Regions from separate parts of the Mus musculus genome. Here all the other regions are linked to region 3. Evidence: chromatin contacts called from public HiChIP or PLAC-seq and promoter capture Hi-C data. All regions are on one chromosome and are shown on one strand. Each heading gives the region's core, a stretch centred on a gene start, on an enhancer-like site or on the middle of the called end of the contact. The rest is flanking DNA. Distances are from core to core; before and after follow the strand shown.

Region 1 (2,700 bases), core at 110-2,609, 540 kb after region 3:
AGAGGAATCACAGTGGAGCACATTAGTCTGTACCCATCAAGGCACAGGCTGTCTCTTACCTGTCCTAAATGTCTTGTGAAGTGTGTAAAAGACCAGTTAGTAGGACCCTCACTCTGCTTGCTCTGTGTTCCTAGAGTTTCATGTGGAGAAGGCATCTGCCTGCCAATAAGTGGGGAGAGAGAAGCTACAGAGCAAATATGGGGGTCCTATTTTCAGTGAGTTCCTTAAAAAGGTCACAGTACCATCCATATTGACCAGCCATTTGGCTGCAAATGCCTGCTTGCTATTCTGACAAATTGGGGTAACACCTCCCACTTCCCTAGAAAATCTAGATACTTGAAAGTTAAAACCTGGGAGTAGGAGAGATGACTTAGCAGTTAGGAGCACTTGTTGGTCTTGGAGGGGACCTGGGTTCTGTTTCTAGCACCCATGCGATGGATGGCAGTCATCCAGTTCTGGGGTAGATCCTATACCTTCTTCTGACTCCTGAGAGCACTAGGGATACATGTGGTACACATACATGCATGCAGGCAAGACACTCACATGTAAAACAGATCTATAAAAATCTGTTTTAAGATCAAATAGAGGAAAACAAACTGCTTTGGGTGTCTCCTCTCCCAATTGTGTGTGTGTGTGTGTGTGTGTGTTTGTGTGTTTGTAGGTATGTATGTGTGTGATGTGTTTGTATGGCCACATATTCTGCAGTAAGTGTGTGGAGGTCAGATAACAATTTTGTAGCCTCAGATCTCTTAGCTTGATGAGTATCTGCCTGCTGAGCCATCCCGCGAGCTCAGTTATTAAGTCTTCTAAGCATTAAATAAATAAGTAAACTTCATTTGAGCTAGTGTAGACCCAGCAATTGGCAGATTCCCTCTTCACTAGGAAACTGAGCTATGACTTGAGTTGATGTTTATCTAATCTGGTAAATAGCTCTCTTCTGTCACCTTTGGCAAACAAGCTAGAAGTATTTCAGTGGCAGGAGTGGGGGGTGGGTCGTGGGGAGAACACACTACAGAACTGGCACAAAGGAATTTCCCATGGATTGCTCAGTTCTGCTTACCTAGTGCTGCTGTGAGCTGGTGGCACGGGGTGGTATCTGTACTGCCCGTGATGGATGAAAAGAACTCTTACACCAGTCTCTTAGTCCTCCCCCACCCCACCCCCACCCCCCACCCAGGGAGCTAGCAATGTTCCCTTTAGGAGTCCCACAGGCTTGCCGCTCAGCTTGGCATCTGAAGAGCTTCTGTTTCTTTCAGGTATTATCTGAAAAACAACATGGAAACAGAAACGCTTTGCTCAGATGAAGATGCCCAGGAGCTGCTGCGAGAGAGCCAAATCTCCCTCCTTCAGCTCAGCACCGTGGAGGTTGCCACGCAGCTCTCCATGAGGAACTTTGAACTCTTCCGCAACATTGAGCCTACTGAATACATAGATGATTTATTTAAACTCAAATCAAAAACCAGCTGTGCCAACCTGAAGAAATTTGAGGAAGTCATTAACCAGGAAACATTTTGGGTGGCTTCTGAAATCCTGCGGGAAACAAACCAGCTGAAGAGGATGAAGATCATTAAGCATTTCATCAAGATTGCCTTGCACTGCAGGGAATGCAAGAATTTTAACTCCATGTTTGCAATCATCAGGTAAGAGGAGCTGTCCTAGGTGAAACTGACTTTATTTATATATATATATATATATATATATATATATATATATATATATACACACACACACACACACATACATATACATATATGTATATATGAATGATAGATTATATATTATACATTATATAATTATATATTATATACTTGTACGCTCACACATATATAATATATATATATATATATATATATATATATATATATCAGTGTCAGAACACCATGTAATTACCAATATATATTAGTTCATAATTGACCCTGTGTGTGTGTGTGTGTATGTGTTTTGTTGGTTTTGTACAGCCTCATGTACACTAAGACATAAGACGTAAGTGATTCAACAAGCAATTCTTTATTTCTGATTCAAAATCTTAGTTTTTTCTTCAGAGGCTGATGGGTTGTGATGATTTGTACATTCTCTGCCCCATGGAATGGCACTATTAGGAGGTGTAGTTTTGTTGGAGTGGGTGTGTCGCTGTGGGTGTGGGCTTTAAAACCCTCATCCTAGCTGCCTGGAAGCCAGTATTCTGCTAGCAGCCATCAGATGAAGATGTAGAACTCTCAGCTCCTCCTGCACCATACCTGCCTGGAGCTACCATGTTTCCACCTTGATGATAATGGACTGAACCTCTGAACCTATAAGGCAGCCCCATTTAAATGATGTCCTTAGGAGAGTTGCCTTGATCATGGTGTCTATTCACAGCAGTAAAACCCTAAAATAAAAGTGTTGCAGTAGGCTCTCTCTGCAGTAGTCCAGGCTGGCATACAACTCAGAATCCTGTTTCTCATCTGCTGGGATTACACATGTTGCCACCACACCCTCCTCTATTTCTTATAACTTAAACTTTCTTGATGGCCGGGGAGAGGGCTCTGTGAGTAAAGTGCTTACTGTGCATGGTCTTCATACTCATAGCTAGTATAATTTTTATGATGGAATATTTACCCAATCTTTGTTTTTTCAAATACTTGTTATGAGCCACATGCTGGACTGTGTTTATGAGTCTGCTGCAAAAGGAATTGTCGTGTCAGACTCTGAACTTTACAT
Region 2 (2,700 bases), core at 73-2,572, 590 kb after region 3:
CCTTTCTCTCCTGAGGGCCTATAAAAACTGGGACCTCTTTCCCCTCGAGGTCGACTCCTCTACCCCTGCGTGGGATATGAGTCGTCCCCAGAGCTCTGGCTTTCCCCTAATAAAGCCTCATGTGGTTTGCATCAAGCTCGGTCTATCATGAGTTCTTGGGTGTCCGCTATTGTCTTGAGACCTGAGTGAGGGGCTCCTCACGGAGTCTTTCATTCACATGATTGAATGCTTATGACATAGGAATGTAGACCACTGATCACCTGTGACCCCTCTAGCACCCACCAATGAAATTTTAGTTACCTAATCTTTCTAGAGAGTTCCCAACAGTTCCCTCTAAGAAGGCACACATGCCTTTATCTGGGGGTCGCCATTTAAAAGAATGGTTGACCCCTGCATGCTGGTTGTCTCTGCAGAATAAACACTCTTTGGTTTTGTATAATGAGTCTGGGGTCTTCCTTTAGCAATTTTTGGACCCTTAAAATGATCTTTGGTTTTGTATACTATCTGAGTCTGGGGGTCTTCCTTCAGCAATTTTTGGCCCCTTACAACATGCAGGACCCACCAAGTCAAAGGTCAATATGAATTATTATGTCTAAAAAAGGCTTGAGTAAGAGCTGACCACCGGGCAGCCCCTTTTGCACCTATGTATGAGCTCACTGGTTTTTGTGGCTGACACTAAAGAATGCTACTAATAAGCCAAAAAGGTATGATTATACTACTCATGCTCTGTTATCTCAATGTTCTGAAATTGCCCTGTTCGACATTCATCCATATCCTCTTCCCTTCCCTTCCTCAGGACCAATCAGCCTAAAAGATAGCTGATAATATTTTTCCTAGTAAGCCAACTACTTCACTTTTGAGCCTATTTTTTCTTATAAAAAGCCTACTCTGAGAACAGATTAGGATAACAGTCCTTTTTTGTGGTCCTGGACATATTGTATTATAATGTATGTTCAACAAACTATTCTTGTTTAACTTAGATCAGAGTTTGTTTGGTTTTAAGTGGCAATTCCTGAATCGTCAAATCAGAGTCTTTATAGTGACCCTGTGCAATAGAGTGAACACACACTCATTTTATCTGGAATTTGGTTTTAAATGGTTAGCTCTGGAGGAAGCAATTTGTACATAGACTTGATCCTATCAGTCCCAAATAGCAACAAGTATTTATAAGTATCTTAAATTCTTTTCTTCCCCAGTTGCAGAAAGGAACCATCATATATTGCGTGATAAGCCTTGGATTTTAACCTTCACTTCTCACAATGGCTCTGAGAACTTCCTTCCTCTGCTGCTGCTCTCTGGGTTACCACCCCTTTGCATTTGACTCCATCAAAGAGACTTTCCCAGCTGGAGCCCTGAGGAACCAGCCCCACCTTCCTGCCTCTGAATGCTGGGTGGCTTGCCCTATCTTTAAATCTGGCTTTGTGCACTCAGAAAGGAAGTCCCCACCCCTTTGTGGAGGCCACAATGAGAGATTTGTGTTTCAGTGGGCTTTAGAATGATATTCAAGCCAGTACCTTAAACTTTGCTTTTTATTTTTATTTTTTAGAACAAAATGGGGTACAATGAAGTAATACACTGTGATGCCTTTTACTCTAGGAAGATTTCCAAAAATTCTACCACAAATAGTTCTTTTATCTCCTCACTCTCCCATCTTTTCCTACCCATCTAACTTATACCACCCACTTTGCCCTGGAAAAACCATTCCTTTTATAGTTATTATTATTATTAGAATCCATGCCATTCCTCTTATAGTTATTATTATTATTATTAGAATCCATGCCTTAATGAAGAGTGCTTCTCGTTATGGGCATTATTAATGTGTCACTTCCCATACTTAGGCTCACTGTAAATCTTTTATTGCAAATTCATCAGACTCTTTTAATCTCTCTCTCTCTCTTTGTGTGTGTGTGTGTGTGTGTGTGTGTGTGTGTGTGCATGTGTGTTAGTATATATGTGTATGGACACATGCCTGCTACAGTGTGTGTATGAAGCTCACAGGGCAACACTGGCTATAGGCCCTAACCTTCCACCTTGACCTCCTGTTCACCGCTCTGCTGAAATCACAGATGGCTGCACTATTGTGTCCAGCATTGCTTTTATGTGGATCCTGGGGATTCAAACTTAGACATCGAGTTTGCATGGCTTACCACTGAGCAAATAGGCTCCTTTCAAATGGACATGGTTTCTGTGTCTGGTTATTTTCATGTTTTCTTATTCTTTCTTATTTTCTTTTTCTTTTTTTTCCCCACCAAGACAGCCCTGGGCAGCCCTTTGGCTGTCTTGAGATTTGCTCTGTAGACCAGACTAGCCTTGGTCTCTACCTGCCTCTGCCTCTGCCTCGGCCTCGGCCTCTGCCTCTGCCTCTGCCTTTGCCTCCTTATTAAAGGCGTGTAGCACCACCACAAGGCCAATGTTGCCTTATTTTAATAACCTTAGAGAGGGCTCAGTAAAGAAGCCACTTGAGATGACTGCACTATGATTAGGTGGAAGGTTGTTTTTTTGTTTTGTTTTGTTTTGTTTTGTTTTGTTTTGTTTTTTATTATTGAACACCCAGAAGCATCTGGAAGAGTCCAGAGCAGAAAGAAAAGGAAGCCATATGGCTGGGGCTATCTCTTGGGAGCAGAGAAAAGCAGAATAGTGTTAGTGAGAGCTTTAAAGAAGAACAGAGCTCACAGAATGAACGTTCATAGTGGGGATTTA
Region 3 (2,700 bases), core at 54-2,553:
AGCTCTTGACTCTAGCTGCATATGTATCAAAAGATGGCCTAGTCGGCCTTCAATGGAAAGAACGGCCCATTGGACTGGCAAACTCTATATGCCTCAGTACAGGGGAACGCCAGGGCCAAAAAGTGGGAGTGGGTGGGTAGGGGAGTGGGAGAGGGTATGGGGGACTTTTGGGATAGCATTGGAAATGTAAATGAGGAAAATACCTAATAATAAATAAATAAAGTGCCGCTGTGACCCTCCAACCCCTCAGCGTTATACGTGTTGGGGTCAGGAAGTTATTTCTGGGAATTCGAGATTGAACAAAAACTTTACAGAATTTTTGCATTGCAAGATTCTGTTCTAAACTGTCCTATCAAATCCATCTGCCGGCTGTGATTAGCCCTGGTCCACTCAAGTCCAACACAGAGCCAAGTAAGCGACACACAACAGCATCACCAGCTGGCCCTGGGCTGGTGGCCAACTAGAAGCACAAGCTCGAGTCCCTTAGAAAGCACCAATGGGCAAGGAGGCAAGCTATGACCGCCCAAAGTGCTCCGAGGGATGGGAGGAGGCGGAGAGAGGATCCTGGCAGCGGGGCTGCGGATGACCGCTAGCAGAAGGAGAAGGAAAGAAAGATGCGGGAAGAGAGAGCCGAGGCTAGCCCTCAACTCCAAGAACCGCAGGCAGGAGCACCCTAGCTGCAATCAGCTCTCAGCCGCAACGGCGACACTCACGTCTCCGATCTGCAGCTCCACTTGCTCCAGCGGGTCCACGGTTGGACCGGGACTCCTGCTCGGATCCCGCCAGCCCAAACTCACTGGCATGCTGAGGGACGACGAAGAGGCGCCTGACGACGGAGATGAGGGAGGCGGCGGCGGCGGCGAAGAAGCCCGAAACTCCTCAGAGTCAGCCATGGGAGTGAGCTGGGGCTACTGGACCGGATCAAGCAACCGAACCCTCACCAACTGCCTTTCGACCGCTCGCGCCCAAAGCCCATAGGCTCCGCCTCCTCCCACACGGAGTCCCGCCCCATCTTCTCGTTTGTCTCTGCCCTGGACCCCAAGTACGTCTCATTTTTTCCAGACAGCCAATCAGATATCAAGCCAGGCGTCACCAGGCTCCTGCGCACAGCTCCAGGAGCTAAACACTACAACTCCCAGAATGCCTAGCAAATCAGCCTCGCTATGCTTCTAGGGCGCATGCGCACACGCGAGAGCTTGTCGGCCTCTTCTGCACACTAGGTTCCTGGCTGAGGATGACTGGGAGATGGAGTCTTCTGCCTTTTCCTGGCTTGTATGTGACCCGGAAACCTTACTGGCCTTCGTGTCCTCTGTGGCGCCGGCGCAAAGCAGAAGAGGGGCGGGTACGCCGCGAAGCAAGGGCGGTCGGCAGAGCCCAGACGCTGACAGAAGCTGAGCAGTCGGGGCTTCTTGGCAGGTGATGGCGCCCCTCGTAGCCTAGAAGTCCAGCACCCTCGGCAAGCCGCAGACCCACGCCTCTCTCCTTTGTATCTGGTCAAGTCTCCGGGTCACTTTGAACATGTTGGTGCGACTAACCAAGCTGTCCTGCCCTGGTGAGACGAAACTCCTGGTGGGGACAGAAGGAGCAAGGTGGATAAGTTGGGACAAAACAAGACTGGGGCCACACCCGGGGTACTGCCAGCATCTCTTTCCTTGTCTATTGTCTTAGGCTAAACTAGGGCAAAGGTCAATGCTGTCAGCGCCTGGTGGCCGACCCTACCTTACCGACCTTGGAGTTGCCCCAGTTGGCAGAATTATCATCTAGGTTAAAGGTCATGAGAAGAGAAAATTGTCAACACTGCCCCCTCGGTGGAGTTCCCCCAAATGCCGCTCCTAATCTTTACCTCAAGGCTCAGGTATTATCTGCCGCCTTATTAGGAATGGGAAAGAAAGAAAAACTTGTGTGGGTTTTCGCCTTGGCTCTGACCTGACTTTGCAGCCATAATAGTCTAATCTTAATTGAAGTCTGAGCTCTCATATCGTATTAACTCATATATTACCAATTATGTCTGGAGTCGGAATTTTTTCTGCATTATCCAGAGTTAACACCAGGCGTTTCTGTTATGGGTGTTTCTTAAAGCAGTTGCAGGATAGTTTTAAGTTTTTACTTAAAAACAACCCCCTCGTTCAAACAGAAGTTTAGAGGATCTTGAATTCTGTTGTAACTGGCTTAATATAAATCTTTACTGAAGTTAATTTGGCTGTGGGATTTTTAAACAAGTATTTGTATACTTGTTTAAACAATATGGTGTATATTCAAACCAAGCATCTATTATCCACAGAAGATGGTATGCTTTGAGAGCCATCAGTTTACAGTCTAATTTAGATGCAGTCTTGGATCTAGTCAGTGACTTTTCTTTAAACGCTAATTTGTTACATTTTCATTACTCAGTGTTACCTCTAGTGGTGACAACTAAATGTGCTAAGTATGTCGTGTATGGCTGATCCGGTGTTCAGTGACTCTGACTTTGCTTTCTACTGGAACTCTGTCTTTATGCCTAAATGTTCAGATGGGTCATGAGAGATACCATGCTCGTTTAAGCAAAGGAATAAACGTTATACCTTTTTAAAATTCTCTGGTGGGAATCAGAGGCCACGGTTCCAACTGTTCTCGAGCAAATTAGTAGCTGTACAAATAATAGAATGAATTTTCAGAAGTAAATGATAACTTGTATATGGTAAACTACAGGGTATAATAAAT
Region 4 (2,716 bases), core at 189-2,688, 610 kb after region 3:
ATGATGCTGCATGTCTTGTCCTTGAGAGAGGAGCACAAACATCTACTTGCCCCAAATCAGGCACTGACAAGAGACTACCTTGGTTCCAGGGCAAGTTTAGCTTGGTGAATCAATTAGTTCACAGGAGCTACTTACAGGAATGTGGCGAATCAGAGGTAGATGAATCTCCAAAAAGCACACCTTAGCAATCATGTCTTCATCACTAGAGTTCCTGCATAACTTGATGGCAGAGTCATTGAATAGTTTCCTCTTTCAATAATTGTTTAAACTTATATATGCTGGCGGAGGGGCTTCGTGAGTCCTCTAAGTTTCTTGTAATACTTGAAAGTTTCCGGTGAGCTTCAGTAGTCATAGTCCACTGTCCAAAAGGTTTCCCCCAATGATTGAAGCTCATAGCAACATAAAATCAATGGGCATAAACAAAAATGCCCTTTAAAAGACAGTTTGCCAAGTACATCATATTCATTGAACCAGACAATAGCAGTGACATCTCCACTGAACCCTGTGACCTCCCCAACTACAGGCTCTTGCTTATAGTAGCAAACATGAGTTTCTGCCTGTGGAGTAGGCCTGAATCAGAAAGCAGTTTTTGCACCCATAATAGCTGTCCACTCTTTTGTCAGTTACTGTATTTTGTTTAGTGTGTTGGTAATGTGTGGCAAAGAGTTTATAACCTAGCAGAAGAGTTGGCAATGATTATCCTTTAGCATCCTGCATAAACCTCTGGCATAACAAAAGACAACCAGCAGGGAGAAGTTCATTTTTATCCTGATTTCTCCATGTCCAGAAGCCAGGAATTGTGATATTCTCAGCAATAATGATTTACCATCTAGTTCTGGCATGCAACCACAGCAATGGACATAGAAGTTGACTGCTTCTCCAAAAATATGTCAAGTGGTAACCCACACCTGACATTAGGATTTTTAATTCAGTAACATTCTGGCTTCTAGGAGTGCATTTTTCTCCACCATTCCCCACTGTGCTGGGCTGTTATTCAGGTCTCTATCTGCACTGTAAATCTGTGGGTCTCTTTTTCCCTTCCATTAAATTTGCTTGGGTTCTATATTCAATGCTTTCCTAATCATTGTGATAAAAATACCTGACAAAAGAAATGTAAGGGAGAAGGTACTATTTCACTTAGGCTATTTGGAACATTGGAGTCGATCATGACAGAAAGGTGGTACAGCAGTAGGATGGTACAGCCGGAAGGCGGTACAGCAGGAAGTACAGTAGGAAGGTAGAGCAGCAGGAAGTACAGGAGGAAGGCAATACAGCAGGAAATACAGTAGTCAATGCAGCAGGAAGTAAAGCAGGAAGGCAGTGCAGCAGGAAGTACAGTAGGAAGACAGTGCAGCAGGAAGTACAGTAGTCAGTGCAGCAGGAAGTAAAGCAGGAAGGCAGTGCAGCAGGAAGTATAGTAGGAAGGCAGTGCAGCAGGAAGTACAGGAGGAAGGCATTGAAGCAGGAAGTACAGGAGAAAGGCAGTGAAGCAGGAAGTACAGGAGGAAGGCAGTGCAGCAGGAAGTACAGGAGGAAGGCAGTGCAGCAGGAATTACAGGAGAAAGGCAGTGAAGCAGGAAGTACAGGAGGAAGGCATTGCAGCAGGAAGTAAAGCAGGAAGGCAGTGCAGCAGGAAGTACAGTAGGAAGGCAGTGCAGCAGGAATTACAGGAGAAAGGCAGTACAGCCAGAGTACAACAGGAAGGCAAGGGGATTGGTCACATTAAATCCACAGTCAGGAAGTAGAGAATGATGAATTCTGGGACTCAGCTTGCTTACTCCCTTTTGTATAGTCTAGAGTCTCATCCCATACAATGATATACAGTACGTCTGCCCATCTTAATTAACCCAATCTGGAAAAACAAAAACAAAAACCCCCAACAACAACAACAACAACAACGACAATGACAACAACAACAACAACAAATCCACCAAACAAAAACATCCCTTAGAAACAGGCTAGTTTCCAAGGAGATTCTACATCCTATCAAGTTGACAAGTATAACCTTTACAGGTTTCAGTTTTTTGGATCCCAAGAAGGGCCAATTAGCACAGACCTAATTTGTACTATTTTTCTTTGCATTCTCCCAGCCATAAAAAAATGCTAACACAGAGACACTGTGTCTTTTTTTTTCTTCCATTTTTCCTGCAAACAAACAAACCGACCAAACCAGAGGCTCATGTGGAGGATTGCATATACATGTCTCCTCATTGTAACTCAACCTTCCTTACACACACAAGTTCTTACTGCAGACAGATAAGCCTCAAAGACCAAGAACCACTGCTATCTGCCTGCTTGTGATCTGCTTTTCTTCTCTCTATTCTGCTTTCAGTAGGAACTGGTATGTATTCCCAGTCTACCCGTGCTTTGAGTGTGTTCCTGTGGACTCCAGTCATTAAGGAAGAGTATTATGCAGAGGAAGATGGTCATGCTGAGATTCCTGCAAGAATGCTTCACTCATAGACATCTCAGCCTTGTTTTTATGTCTTATCGCCCACAGCAGGGGCTGGGGGGTATACAACCCCGATTACAGCCAGGAGACATAGCACCCCATAATGCACTGGGAAAGGTGGCCATATGGCAATTGTCCCCCTTCCACTTGAATGCTTCCCACGGTTACATCAGCTCAGCAGTGTATCTTATCAGCCTTTGCAAGATCAATGTAACTGCTCTTCACCGACTCATCTTTGGCTTTCAGTTCCTGTTCATGTGCCAA

What was found. Promoter capture Hi-C pulls out the DNA fragments that hold promoters and counts their contacts. HiChIP or PLAC-seq counts read pairs in DNA pulled down with a chosen protein or histone mark.
Region 1: a promoter capture Hi-C map of liver shows a contact between it and region 3, with 2.5 times the contacts expected there. The contact joins the enhancer-like site here to the promoter of Etfdh in region 3. A contact is called at or near these places in 10 of 39 promoter capture datasets (the 3T3-L1 cell line, 3T3-L1-derived adipocytes, the HPC-7 cell line and 6 more), 3 of 484 Hi-C or Micro-C datasets (embryonic fibroblasts, neurons and stem cell-derived neurons), 6 of 115 datasets of contacts at active chromatin or transcription factors (the 230-238 cell line, the SCID.adh cell line, bone marrow-derived macrophages and 2 more) and 3 of 9 other capture datasets (embryonic stem cells, liver and pancreatic islet).
Region 2: a contact with region 3 is called in an H3K27ac HiChIP or PLAC-seq map of embryonic stem cells, with 6 times the contacts expected there. The contact joins the enhancer-like site here to the promoter of Etfdh in region 3. A contact is called at or near these places in 2 of 39 promoter capture datasets (cranial neural crest and embryonic stem cells), 1 of 484 Hi-C or Micro-C datasets (nephron progenitors), 5 of 115 datasets of contacts at active chromatin or transcription factors (bone marrow-derived macrophages, embryonic stem cells, large pre-B cells and 1 more) and 1 of 9 other capture datasets (adipose tissue).
Region 4: an H3K4me3 HiChIP or PLAC-seq map of the SCID.adh cell line shows a contact between it and region 3, with 10 read pairs. The contact joins the enhancer-like site here to the promoter of Etfdh in region 3. A contact is called at or near these places in 3 of 39 promoter capture datasets (the C10 cell line, embryonic stem cells and hippocampal neurons), 2 of 115 datasets of contacts at active chromatin or transcription factors (the SCID.adh cell line and bone marrow-derived macrophages) and 1 of 9 other capture datasets (adipose tissue).

The regions. Positions count from the first base shown.
Region 1 is chr3:79,084,685-79,087,384 of GRCm38.p6, reverse strand. It overlaps Rapgef2 (Rap guanine nucleotide exchange factor (GEF) 2), which reads left to right. Exons shown (of 24, transcript NM_001310536.2): 14 at 1,257-1,640. Among named protein-coding and RNA genes, the nearest start is that of Gm52609, 29 kb to the right of the region's middle. Within about 2 kb of position 1,359, at least 4 of the 459 cell types and tissues checked have an H3K27ac peak or open chromatin away from gene starts, as enhancers often do. A contact at or near this core is called in liver and pancreatic islet, where this site is marked.
Region 2 is chr3:79,038,548-79,041,247 of GRCm38.p6, reverse strand. No RefSeq gene overlaps it. Among named protein-coding and RNA genes, the nearest start is that of Gm52609, 17 kb to the left of the region's middle. Within about 2 kb of position 1,322, at least 23 of the 459 cell types and tissues checked have an H3K27ac peak or open chromatin away from gene starts, as enhancers often do. A contact at or near this core is called in embryonic stem cells, where this site is marked.
Region 3 is chr3:79,627,370-79,630,069 of GRCm38.p6, reverse strand. Etfdh (electron transferring flavoprotein, dehydrogenase) reads left to right here and starts at 1,303. Exons shown (of 13, transcript NM_025794.2): 1 at 1,303-1,552. The coding sequence starts at 1,519. It overlaps 4930579G24Rik (RIKEN cDNA 4930579G24 gene), which reads right to left and starts at 991. Exons shown (of 2, transcript NM_029482.1): 1 at 714-991. The coding sequence starts at 893.
Region 4 is chr3:79,017,528-79,020,243 of GRCm38.p6, reverse strand. No RefSeq gene overlaps it. Among named protein-coding and RNA genes, the nearest start is that of Gm52609, 38 kb to the left of the region's middle. Within about 2 kb of position 1,438, at least 12 of the 459 cell types and tissues checked have an H3K27ac peak or open chromatin away from gene starts, as enhancers often do. A contact at or near this core is called in the SCID.adh cell line, where this site is marked.